Linked DNA regions of Gossypium raimondii: region 1 is linked to region 2. A link is a contact called in public Hi-C data. All regions are on one chromosome and are shown on one strand. The core of a region is the stretch at or near the end of the contact, and the rest is flanking DNA. Distances in the headings are between cores, read along the strand shown. Region 1 holds the start of LOC105788556 (calmodulin-binding protein 60 A). Region 2 holds the start of LOC105788549 (26S proteasome non-ATPase regulatory subunit 6 homolog).

Region 1 (7,196 bases), core at 825-3,324, 300 kb after region 2:
TTAGAAAAAGACAATGAAAAACACAACAATATTAGGCAGCATGTTCATCCAGTGAAGCAAAATAGCATTGATATAACATCCACAGAAAGGTTGAGTGAAGATGCCAAGAGAATGTGTTGAACTGAAAAGCATACAAGACATATCTGTATGACAGACATAGAATCGAGTATCAAGAGTTTCAATTATTTTAGAAAGGCCAACTGTCTGTTTTCTATGACAAATTCAGTTTACACCTTCAGTTTTGTTATATCATGCTTCCTATCTGATCTCAAAGCTTAAGTGAAATAACTAGAGAAAAAGACAGCTAAGTCGAGGAAATATGTTCCCAAGACACATGAAGACAACCAATTTTGTTGCTAAACACAAAGGTGCATATGGTCCAACAAATCTTAATGGGGTTAATGGCTAAGCTATGATCATCAGACTGAAAACATACTTTCAATAATATAGTTAAACCTCCAAACTAAAACTAATTGACACGAAGTGGAGATGTAAGGATCAATGAGATTCTCCATTCTCAACTTCTCCTTATAAAGTGTCCGTCTATTTCAATATGTTTGGCTCTATCATATTGAACTGGATTGTGGGTGATACTAGTAGCCAACTTGTTGTCACAATACAACCTCATTGACTCATTCCATTTAACCTTAAGATCATCCAAGATGATCTTTATCCACAAGAGTTCACAAATGCCTTGGGTCATAACCCTAAACTCTGCCCCTGCACTTGATCTTGCCACCACTGTCTGTTCTTCTATTCTTCCATGTCACTAAGTTCCCAAAAGGTAGAGTACAATACCTGGTAGGCGATATACTATCAGTGACATCCAACATTTATATATAGGCCCCTTTGGTGTGCTCCCTTAAGGACTGAAAACTTTGGCTTAATTCCCCATTGTTGGGTAATAAGTTTAGGCCTTCCAATTATAAGGAAAGCCTTAAGGAAAAAACTGCAAAATGCAAATGTCACCGCTGTATGTGTAACCGTATCCAAAATTTTTTACTCCCGTGTCCAAGCAGCGTGGACTATAATAACTGCTAAACTAAACCTCATTAAGCATAGGACACGGTAATTTATGATTTCAACTCTTGAGAAAGGCAAGCTCACTAATACTCTCTTTTACCATGTAAATAAAAATCTACACCTGTTATATGCAGGAAAATGATAAATAATGTAGGAGCACTTTTGAAATAACATGATTAAAGAAAGAAACATACCACCCTACGAATTAATGGCTCCAAAACTGGCTCCAGCAAATGCTGGACTGATTGCAACTTCATCACCTCCTGAACCACACTACCATCGTTTACAAACAGATTAGCAACCAGAAGAAACACTATAAAAATAATGCATAATATTAGATGGATTATATTACCAATTCATCACAACACATGGATAGGTGTAAGTGAGGTTCAACCAAATGCCTAATTCAGTTATTTTAATTGGTTACAATATCAGCCAACAACTTTACTAAGAAATAAACTCAGTACAAATATTCACTCATTTAAACTTAAATATACCTAACAAGAAAACCCCAAATTATGCATCAATAAGGGAAAAAAGAAGAACGAAATTAAGGTAAGAAAGGAAAGGCGTGTACTTTCTCAATGTAGGAACCCTTCTCCGTTTATCCTGATCAGGAGTAAAGGCTTCTGAGGGTCGACCCTTAGTACTATCTTCTTGGGGTCTCTTATGTGACATTGTTAAAACTATTAACTCCAACAATGAAAACACCCCCAGAAGCTAAGCTGTTTGGATGGTGATGAGGTTCATTCACAAACACTAAAGAACCCAACATGCGGCACTTCAATTGAAAAGGAAACCAGCAGGAGGAGATACTTTTTATTTATTCATTCATCAGTAAATGATAATCAAAGAGTAAATCCAAAAGTGGAAAAAAAGAAGCAAGAGTTAAAACCCTTTTTCCCATCCCACTTTCCTACCCATTGTCTGAATTTGGCTGTGTCTGGGATGCTTCTTCACCCTGAATCTCTTTCATGATCCTGTATTGGCCCTTTCTCTCTCTCTCTCTCTCTCTCTCGTCTGAGTTTAACACTTTAACTGCTTGGTTAGGTGGTTGTGTTTCTGTGTTGTGTGTTTATATGTAACCAAAGGATATCCGTCTGAATGTGGGACCCCACTGACCCCGTTTTGGAACTAAACAAATCTATAAACATGATGTGCTGTCCTTTCTTTTCTTTTTACTAGTGAATTATTGGAAGAAAGGAAATTTGATTTTCCTAAATTACCTATTAAATTTTAAATTAGCCTCGAGACTTAAAAAATTATTTTCTTTTTCTATTAGCTTGTTTAACATAATTGATTTTAATGTGTTTATTTATTCTTCCTATTTCATATATTGGTTAAATAGGCAATATATGTGGTTTTTTAATTGATTAAATAGGTCGTTTTTTTAATATTTAGGAAAATAAGTCAATTTTGAAGACTATGTGTGAAAGCGCGCCTAGTTAGACGCGTTTACACACACTCTCCTCAGCCATCAATTTTTTTTATGATTTTTTAGGGTTAAGGTTGGTATTAAGTTTAGATTTTTTTGTTTAAGAATTAGGATTTTTATTGGGTTTAAGGTTTTGAGAATGAAACCATGAAAGTTTATAGGTAGATTTGAAAGGTTGGGGATACAAGAACGTATCTCAAAACACATACACTTCATATGTCATGTCAGGATAGGACCATTACCTAAGAAATTCATCTTATATAAGTCAGCTTTCAGGGTGACAATGCTTGATACAATCATGGGTCGAAGTTTAAGTGGAGGTCCTAGTCAGCGGTCGTTATGCGATCACAAGTTTGAGTATAACTGGGGGCCAGTTGGCGGTCGTTATGCAGTCACGAGTTCAAGCTTTTTGGATACCCGCAAATGATGCCTTATATATACCATACATAAGATTGATGCCATAATCATAGGAAAAAATGAAGGACTTTTCGATGTAATCAAAGTAATTTTTTCTCTATTTCCGAGCAGTTGATATCTTTAACCTTTCATTCTTATTTGAGGGTTGACATCGAGGTTGACACAAGAGGGCTCTCAAGCGAAAAACTAATGTTCAGGTGGAGTAAAAGTCAAACTTGAGTCGGTGCTACAACAGTTGTAGTTATTAATGATTTTTTTAATAACTAAAAAGAGCATCACCTTTACTCCATCGAAATAGTCATTGCCCGCCGAAGAGTCCTCCTACGTCCACGACAGTGCTGACCTTCTTCTAAGAAGGAAGGTTAAAGATATCGACTGCATGGAAATGGAGAAAAAAAATTGCGCCGATTATAGCGGGAAGCCCCACAGTTTTTCCTTATGGTTATGTCTTCAAACTTTTGTATGGTATTTATAAGGCAAAATCTTCGGGTGTCCAAAAAGTTTGAGCTCGTGCCCACATAACAATTGTTAAGTGGCTCCCCAGTTATACTCTGACCCGTGACCATATAAAGCATCGTCACCCCGGAACCTGACTTCCACAGGATAGGTTTCTGAGGTAATAGTCTCATCTTGGCAGGATATATGAAATGTGTGTCTCGGAACAATATCACATCACTGAAACTCAAGAATACCTCAAATAGGAATAAATATTATTGACAAAAATTTTGACCACTAAAGTAGGGAAGAAAACTGAGAGAGAGAAATATTTTAAAGTGGAAGGATGGTGGTTGAGAGAGATGATGGTTAGGTATGATGGAGTATGAAAGGAGAGCCCCTTTTTATAAGCGCGGGGGAGGGGTGAGATTGAAAAGGAAAAAACAACTTATGGTTGAAAACACGTCATAGAAGAGGCGTTTTCATCAAATATTTGAATGATGTGCCTCAAATCTTACCCAAGATTCCAAGGATCAAGGCACTTTGGCAGGCTTTGAATGGTGGCAGATAGAAAGCGAGTTCATCTAGCAAGCTTTTTGGCCACCACTACGTTTCCAAGCACACTGAAGACTTTTTCAAGCACGCGTATGTTCAAATTGATTATGCTGAAACACATTTTCAAGCACAGAAGATCCTTTCATTATTATTATTCGATGAAAATGTGTTTTGAAGCGCGCCTTCCCTCTCTCTTTGTTCTTTTTTGTTATTAAACTACCGAAGTATTCAGTACTTAGACACAAGCAAATTCGTTCTTTTTTTTTTAAGAGTTGCATTGCGAGTGTCATCTACATTTTTTTGGATAACCATCTGAAGATTTTTTGTTCTAAATATTTAATTTTTTAAAAAATGAAATGAGTTGACAAGTGAAATCTGTAATTTATTATAACAGTCAAATTTTCAATACAGACGTTGGGATTGTATTTGTAAGAGCCCAGTCCGTGGAATTGACTTTCAACTGTACCAATCAATTACGTGAGCTACAGACTAGAATCAGGAGGAAAATCGAGGGCTCAAGCTAGGGAAGAATTTCGAGCTTGAAATATAGATATCTGACATTAGTGGACCCTTTTAAATGTGAGCCATTTGATGTTAAAGGCGAGTTAGAGCCGGAGGCGATCATAGATTCGCATTACTCAAGTGGAAATGCTACAATAGAGTTATATGTTGAGTTTGCTGAGGTTGATGCAGCTGGTCAATTTTCGACCAATGTTATGGCTAATGAAAGCACAGAAGCAGAAATGGAAAGTCCTACAACACAGTTGTGCGGTGGGTTCACTGCTTTGTTACAAAACTCCCTTTGTAATGTCCCTGAATCATCAATAGAAAGACATTATTCTGTTTCAAGCACTAATTTCAACTTCGAAGGCCATTATCAGTCGAGGTATGAGCATAACTTAAACCTCGACACCTGGGCACGACATTCAGTCAGTGCGTTCGATTTTAACTTTGGTGGTTTGATGCCCTAGGGCAAAAGTACTTATACCGGTATGCCATTAACCTACACTGGTTGGAAATCCGATGCAAATGTTGACTGTAACATGGGGTATAGAAGAATTGATGATTTACTCCCTACATTCGTGTCTCTGGACCATGTAACAAACTGAGACCATGCTAACCTGAAACCTTCCAATTTCAAAAGAGCACACGGCTGTGTCACATGCCCATGTGTGACACACGGTCATATGTTATCCCGTATGCACAAAAATAAACTTTACAATCGAGTTACCTTAACCCAACTTTTATCTAGGCTATATACATGCAACAACCAATTCTTAAAATTATTACAAGTGCACCAAAATCACATTTAAAGACATAATCCAATCCCATTTCTAACCAATATACCTCAAGGCACCTCAATCACATTCAACTCAAAATGAATCATTTCAATTCATCTAAACATTTCTATCAAACAACAAGTTACAAAAAACATGCAGACATTTATGATAAGGTGTGAATCAGGTTAAATAACAAAGAATATATTTAAACAATAATGAATCGATTTAAACATAAAGACAATCGATTCAAAAGTAGTATTCTAACATTTACCACAAACATATCAGTAACAATTCAATCCTTACAGAAAGTCGAACTACTCGTCACATATTTTTGCCTTCCCTATTCTTTTTTATGCTCCCACATCAACTTTAGCTACGAACATTAGTACAACAATGCACAACATTATTTTTCCAACTAAATTTACAATCAATCGTAAACTCTTACATATTTTGACATTTATTCAATTTAGTCTCTAAAATCGAGACTAACATAATTTCAATTTAGAACCCAAAATTTTAAACCGATTCCACTTTAGTCCTTTGTATACCTCCTATTTCTCATTTTTACCACAAATTTTGAAATTTATACACTTTAGTCCCTGTTGTACAAAACTACAATTTAACTTCACAATTTAGTCATTTTCACACCTAAGCTTAAATTCTAAAAATCTAATACCTAAAATTTCAAAGATTCATCCATGGCATCATTCTAAAACTTTAACAGTTCTGAAAAATATCACATAGGTCAACTATATTGAGCTCTCGGGATTTTGAAAAACATAAAAATTATGAGGAAATGACTAAATTAAACAAACCACTTGAAGCTTTAAATTTTAAGACCCTAAGTTCGATTCTTCCTCCTCCTCCTCAACTTGTTAACTTCGATTTGCATGAATGAAGTGATGAATGGTCTCTTTCCATCCATCTTTGGTTTTATTTTTATTTGTCTTTCATTTTGTAACTAATTATTAAATTACCAAATTAACATTATTAATGTTTAACATCATTTGCCACAGTCTACTAAAATTCATATAGTGAAAACATTGCCACTTTAAGCCCTAATTTAAGTTCCAATTAAAATTTCTCTAGTGATTAAACTTTTACCATTTTACAATTTAGTCCCTATACCTTAATTAATCACTAATTCGATAAAATTACCTATCCAAAATTCAATTCGCCTACTATATAACTTCTTAAATATTGAATAAAATTATCTATCCAAAATTCAATTCGCCTACTATATTAACCACTAACTTTCGGGTCGTTACATGTTTCATATCAAATATTGTATATGAAAAATTTCGTACCATATAGATTAGAATTTAAAAAAGACAATTGTGAGTTGAAACACAAATATAAAAAAATTGATAATATTTTATTGATATAAATTATATTTACATCACAAAAATAAATGAAAAATATATCACGGCTTCGTCGGGCTAAATGTGTGCCACAGGGCAGTGGCTGACAGTTGCGAGTAAGATTTCTACATGCAACTTGGGGTGTCGATTCCTCCTCTTGTTCATGATCATTGTCTTCATCTTCACCTCGACCCCCGTATTCATCTTGATCTCAACCCTCGTCTTCATCTTTATCTCCACCCTCGTTTTCATCTCCATCTCTTTCTTTTGTGGTTGAGTGCGATGTCATCCTAGCCTCCCATCATGTGTCCTCCGTTCTATGAGAAGGTGGTTGCAACGATGAGCCATATTGATAAAATAATGACACGGTGGGTGTTTATGACACTATCGGTGAACAACCATATAATGTCGTAAAACTCGATTACGCATAATATCTGGGAACCATTGTTGTTAGTGGATATGTTTACACTGATGTCAGCATCGGGTAATATGCTGGGGACAGAGGTATCGTGAAATACACACCTACAAGAGGTATAAATGCAGGATGTTGCGGTGGTGCATAGTGTGGTGCTTGTGAAAAATACATGGGGTTAGTGAAAGGAACAAGAATATGTGGAGGGAACTGACCGAGATGTGGTGCAGACATCGGTGCCCTTTGTTGGGTTGGAGCCAATGATGTACCCGTCGCGA
Region 2 (6,495 bases), core at 3,026-5,525:
AAATTTAGGGATAAATATTATAATTATATATGAATTTTGATCCAATGTGTAATGTCATACTTAAATTTTGATTTGATTTTATGCAACTTTTTATATAAAATTTTGATTTGATCCAATTTTCACAAGTTATTGACAACATTATCGAATTAGCACCATTTTACGTTGATATATTGCATACACAAACAATTATATTAATCTAATATAAAATAAATGTATGTATTCATTTTTTTAAAATATGTATAGTTGAATCAAAATCGAAATTTCATGTATACATATAAACCGTAATTCAAATTTCATGTATATAATTATACAAAATCAAAGTTCATATATCAAATTATACATTGGACTAAAGTTTGTATGTAAATATGATATTTATCCCTTGAATTTATTAATAAACTTTATCAAAATCTATTTTAATCAATAATGATCACATGGTTTTCTTTTTGGAAAATTTCAAATTCAAAAGAATATTATATTTTGCACCCAAAATCTTTGAGAAAATCTTTTAGAAAGAAATGAAATTTATACTTTTGAAAAATATTTAATTCACTGAAGACTTAGAAAATCCTTTGAGAACAAAATAGAATTTATATTTCAATCCATGGCACCTTGAAAACTTTTAAAAAATATTTAGAAATACAATTAAATTTTTATAAATTTTTTTGACTAATCTGCAGCATCAAGAGACTTTAGAAAATTATTTTTAAAAAAAATGAAAATCGTGTACTCTGAAATCAATCATTAAAATCGTGATATTTATAGGAAAGTATAAATCGAATAAAATTTAGGAATCCTTTCTTGAGTGGTATATTGAGTTATTGACCAAAAGCAATTGAAAGTAGATAAATTAACATGAAATAAAGTGAAGTGTGTTACGATGATTTTAACGCATCAACGAAATTGAAGAGCAGAAAAAGTCTAAGGACTGGAAAGCAATTGCCTCAAGGGCCTGAATGGATTAGCCCAGAAATAAATTGAGCAAAGGTTTGGCCCGAAAGATGGGCAAGCCATCCATTGTTTTTACATTGTTGACCAAAATTAACCCTTAAATTCTTTAGGGTTAATACAGTTGTTTGCCCTCAACTTATTCAAACGTACCTTTAACTCCACTTGTCCCTTGTTGGGTGACTACAATCTTGTCTCATATTTCTTTTGCATTGTCACACAATAAGACTCTATTATACTCATTTGGACCAATAGCACAAAATAGAGTATGCATAGCTTTTGCATTTAATTGCACCTTCTTGATATCATTATCATCCCATTCACTCTATTTCTTTGGGACAATAACATCTTCGACCCTCTTTATTGGAAGGTATGACCCATTTGTAATTATCTTCCAAACTTCATAGTCGTTAGTTTGGATGAATAGCTTCATTCTTATTCTCCAATATGAGTAGTTGGTGTCATTGAATAAAGGAGACCTCATAGTGAAATGCCCTTCTCCCAATATGGTGGAATTTTGTTTTAATGCCATGATGCAAATTTCTTGACTTATGGCTTCCGTCTTGGATATCTTGAGGATCTTCTCTCTTGGTGGTAAAATCGTCTCTAGAATTCTAGCTTTGATACCAATTATTGAGATCGAAATACACCATGAGAGGGGTGAATTGGTGTATTAAAATGTTTTTGGGAAATGACAAAAATAAAACGGCTTAAGTATTTATAGTGGTTCGGTCACAATTGCCTACTTCCACTACCTTAGCTTTCCCCAATTAAGGATTTCCCAAATCCACTAGATTTGAACCTTGCATACATTTCATGCTTGTTTGAGTAATAGCAATGAGATTCCTCAATATCATGCTAAGAATAGCTAGGATTTCCAGAAGAAGATGTCATTCGTTTGATGAGAAATAAAAAGGAATATCAAAAATTCGAGTGGCTGAAGCCGAAGCAGCTACTTTCGAAGTAACCGAAAGAAAATCATTGACTAGAGTGGGAGAGTCAGAGTCGAAAAGAGGATTCCTCACTTCTTTCTCTCATTCAAAACCGTGCATGAGACTTTCATCTTGCACGGCTCCTAAGTGATAAAAGTAAAGAACTTATCTTTTTAGTTTAACCTTACAAAATCATATTTTTTCAAAAGTAAGATAGAACCACTTTCCCTTAAGATTAGAAAACCTTAAGTAACACCTCACAAATGAGAGAAAATAATGATGAATGAGATGATACCTCTAAAAGGTAGATAATCAACAATTAAGTACTCTCACACAAAGTTATAACACTTGAAAGAATGATAAAAGACTTAACCCATAAGTGTGTACAAGAAATATTTAGTAAAAGATTGAAAATTTGAGTTTTTGGAATATAGGCACTTGTTTCTATATATTAATAAGGACTCTTGACCTTGTATTTAAGTCTTCTAACAACCTTGTGGATGTTTATAGCCGTTAGAAACAAAATAGAGTCGTTGCAGCCATAAAAAACTAGCATTAAATGTAGTCTGAAACTTTGTTGTATCGATAGGAGTGGACTTGTATCGGTAGAACTCCTAGTTCTACTGGTAGAATTCTGTAGCCTTTTCAAGGTCTTTCCATCTTGAGTTCTACCGATATTTGTCCACCTAAGTATCAGTAGAAGTTCTTCAAACTTTAAAAACTCGTTAAAAATTAAGTTAAATTAAGGCTTTTTAAAAGGTTATTTTATCAAACACTTTGAAAATAATTTTAAGGATTTATAAACAATTTTTACAAATTTAAGTAGAGAATTTTTAATATACTTTTGTTATATCAAAATACTTGAAAAACTAGAGCTAAAAAAATATGTTCAATAACAAACATGTTCAATAAGGAAATAACAATTATCAAGACGATTATTAAATAAAAAATAAAAAGTTTATAAAAGTTCTAAAAGTTATAAAGATTACTGTTTTTACATGTTTAGGTTTATTTTGGTCATAAATTCTCAATATAAAAATATTTTAAAAATTAGAAATAAATAATAAAATGGTAAAAAAGATTATAAATAATTATTAAAAATCTAAAATTTTAGAAAAGGAAAATGACTAATTAAAAGTAGCACATAAAAAGTATTAAAATCATAGCCCTAAATCTAACATGTTATGAGTTTCAGATACAAACTCCTAGAAGCTAATTTTCTGAAAATATGGTGCCCTCATAAATTTATAAATTGTATGTGGTGTATTTATATTTTGATGCAATTTTAAAATTTTAATTTTATACTTAAAAGTTATTAACAATTTACTTTTAATAATGTACGTGAACTAAGTTTATAACAATTTACTTTTAAATATGATTGTATAAATGTATTAATGTCCATTTTTACAAAAAATAATAAATTCAAATCTTTAAATAATAAAATATTAAGATTAAATTTTAAATTTTAAATTTTATTCGATATATTTTATATTTTTAATAGTTATTTATGTTTGATTATTTTAAATATTTTTATAACATTTAAAATTTATATTCAAAATGAATCGAAATAAATGATTGCTGAAATTTATTTTAGACATGTAAAAACAGTCAATTTTATAATTTTTTAGTATGTTATAATTTTTAATATTTTTATAATCATTTACTATTTTTAATAATTAATTTTACAATATTCATATTTTTAAGATTTTTTATCTTTAAATATATGCTAGTATGTAAGGGCAACAATTTGCCCACATAACATGTCATGTGGGAGCTTCGTCAGCTACATTAATGCTGTTAACAAAAGGGGTAATTGAGTTTTTTTTTCCATAAATGCTCAATTGGTTATACCTTTTACACTCCTTTGTCTTTTGCCTAATTTTGTTACTATGAGCTTTAGAAAAAAAAAAAAAAGAAGGTAAAGTAGAGGTGACCCGAATATAGTTTTTTTACTGGTTATCTCGTATTAAAAATTTACAAAATAGTGATTCAATTATTTAATTATTTTTTTATCACTAAAAAATAAAAATAAAAATAAAAATAAATAAAAATAAATAATTGAATTAAAAAAAAACATAGTTAAGTATCTAGTAATAAAAAAAATTGGTTGGGCTAGGAAGTAGGAAGTAAGAAATAGATGTGATCATGGGCCAGGCGGCCTGGCCCGGCCCAATGGCCCATCTAAAATATGGCAGGATTCGGATAAAAATATAGGTTCGAAATATGAGTTTAGGCAAAATTTTTTTTTATTTTTAAAATTTTATTTTTATTTTTAAAATAAATTTTTAGTATTTATTAAAAAAATAGGCCGGGCCGGACCTAAGCCTAGGATGTGGGCCTAAACTTTTTAGCCGGGCCCGACCTATGATCACCTCTAATATACTATCCCAAACCAGATTTATTTTCCTATTTCTCAGTTCCCGAGCTATCTCAAAAGAGAAGCAGGGCTCCTTTCGCTCCAACTCAGTGTTCACTACATCGACTCAGCCATGGACACACAAGATGGAACTCAGCAGTCACAGCAACTCATCCTTGCTCACAACGTCTTCCTCCTCAAGCATCCAGACGTCTCTGACATCGAGAAGGTCCGCCTCAGCGATGAGGTCCTCAACTCGGTCCAATCCAATGGTAACTTCCCAGATTCAAATCTTCTCCTTGCGAGTTAATTATTTCGGTTCTAATTTTACACGATATGCGTTGCTTTTTTTTTCGTTGTTGTGGTGGTTTTAGATATGACTTCATATTATGAAACCCTCGTTACTGATAAAGTGTTGGAGCTGGACCAGAGCCTTTTGGAATCGATGCGTGCCAAGAATGAGGAGGAGATTAAGAAGCTTGACGAGAAGTGAGTATTTCTTTTTGCCCCCTTTAATTTTCGTTTCCTGTGTGGTTGCTAGTTAATAAAAAGTTACTTTACCGTAGATTTAGGTTTTCTGGCCTTAATTGTTGATGGGAAGTATATATTTAAGGTTTTTGGTTCACATTGTTGGTTAGGGTTTGTTTAATTCTCAATTGATGAGAATATAATGTGGAACTTTTAGCCTAACGTGTATTGACTGTATCATTTGCTTGGTGATTGGGAACTTGTAGTGGATTGAGTTTTTGGAGAAACAGACAGATTATGAACCACTAAGGGGTTTCAAGAATTGAAACTTTAATCGAGTGTTTTGAGTGTTTGAATTTTAAATTCCTTTCTGTCGCTTTGGTATCTTTATGCCTTGCAACTTTTCTTGGTCATTTTTTATTAGCAGCTGTTATTATGAGATTTGCTTTATTATGGTTACCTGTTTGGAGTTGTAACATTTACAAGAGGTATGCCCATGAACTGCTGTTAATCAAATACAGCTGAGCTAGATAGATAATGAGTTGAATGTTCTTCTTTTACCGCCAAGACCAAAGTTGGTATAATTCATTGTAGTAGCTGAATTATCTCAACTCTCGGGGTCTGTAATAAAAACGAAGTGGGATGAAGTAATCATTGCTAATGTTCCTATTTTTGGTGAATTAAATACACACACTAAAAGCCCCAAGGCAGTACCAACCCAAGTACAATGCGGATTTTATAAAACAATAGATCAACAAATTCTATAGCATTATTTACTTTTAACACTATATACAAAAAATATTTAGATGGATTTGAATCTGTAGCATTTTGTTTTTCTATCTATACAAGAATGTACACTTCCAAGATAATAACTCCTTGTCAGTTGCCTGACAGTCAATCTCTTTCTCCACAGCATTCACAAAATAGTTAGAGGGGAATTGATAGCATTTTTCTATCTATATAAGAATGTACGCCCAGTCAAGATCATAACTCATTCAATTGCTTGAGAGTTTGCATGGTAATATTATTAGGATTTAGAACTAAATGATGTTATCAATTAAAGAGGTAATAATTTTTTGTCAATGATGAATGCTTTAATATAAGAATGATGTTATCAATTAAAGAGGTAATAATTTTTTGTCAACGATGAATGCTTTAATATAAGAATGATGGAATGACATTAATTTTCTTCTAAAACTCTCGCATCTAAACTATGTCGCAATATCTTTCAACCACCAGTCTGCCTCTTTAACAAAGGAAAGAAACAATCTTAACATATGAGAGTAATTACTCTTTTCTTATTGAATTATGTTTTAACTCATGTCTGCCTTTTGGCATTGTAGGATTGCTGATGCTGAAGAAAACTTAGGTGAAAGTGAAGTTCGAGAAGCACATTTAGCAAAATCCTTATATTACATTCGGATAGGTGAAAAGGTATTTATAATTGTAGTTTATTACTCTTGAAGCTGATGTCAGCTCATCTATTCATGTTTGAGTGCTGTATTTCTTATCTTGACTTGTGTGCCCTCTCAATCTAGGAGAAAGCATTGGAGCAACTGAAGGTGACAGAAAGCAAGACAGTTGCTGTTGGCCAAAAGATGGACTTGGTTTTCTATACTTTGCAAATTGGCTTGTTCTATATGGATTTTGATCTTATTTCCAAGAGCATTGATAAAGCAAAAAAGTACATAACAACAATATGTATCAACAGTTTCTGTTACTTCTGGCTTTTGCATAACTTCTGATGTATGCCTTTTACTTACTCTGCTACTATTTTGATGCCAGCTTGTTTGA

Evidence for each region. Hi-C and Micro-C count contacts between places; a contact is called where the count stands out from the background.
Region 1: a Hi-C map of leaf shows a contact between it and region 2, with 4 times the contacts expected there. The contact joins the promoter of LOC105788556 here to the promoter of LOC105788549 in region 2. A contact is called at or near these places in 2 of 2 Hi-C or Micro-C datasets (both in leaf).

What each region holds. Positions count from the first base shown.
Region 1 is chr2:36,330,486-36,337,681 of ASM2569854v1, forward strand. LOC105788556 (calmodulin-binding protein 60 A) reads right to left here and starts at 2,075. Exons shown (of 7, transcript XM_012615498.2): 1 at 1,601-2,075; 2 at 1,218-1,296. The coding sequence starts at 1,701.
Region 2 is chr2:36,025,609-36,032,103 of ASM2569854v1, forward strand. LOC105788549 (26S proteasome non-ATPase regulatory subunit 6 homolog) reads left to right here and starts at 4,276. Exons shown (of 8, transcript XM_012615494.2): 1 at 4,276-4,505; 2 at 4,608-4,722; 3 at 6,045-6,135; 4 at 6,240-6,385; 5 at 6,487-6,495. The coding sequence starts at 4,367.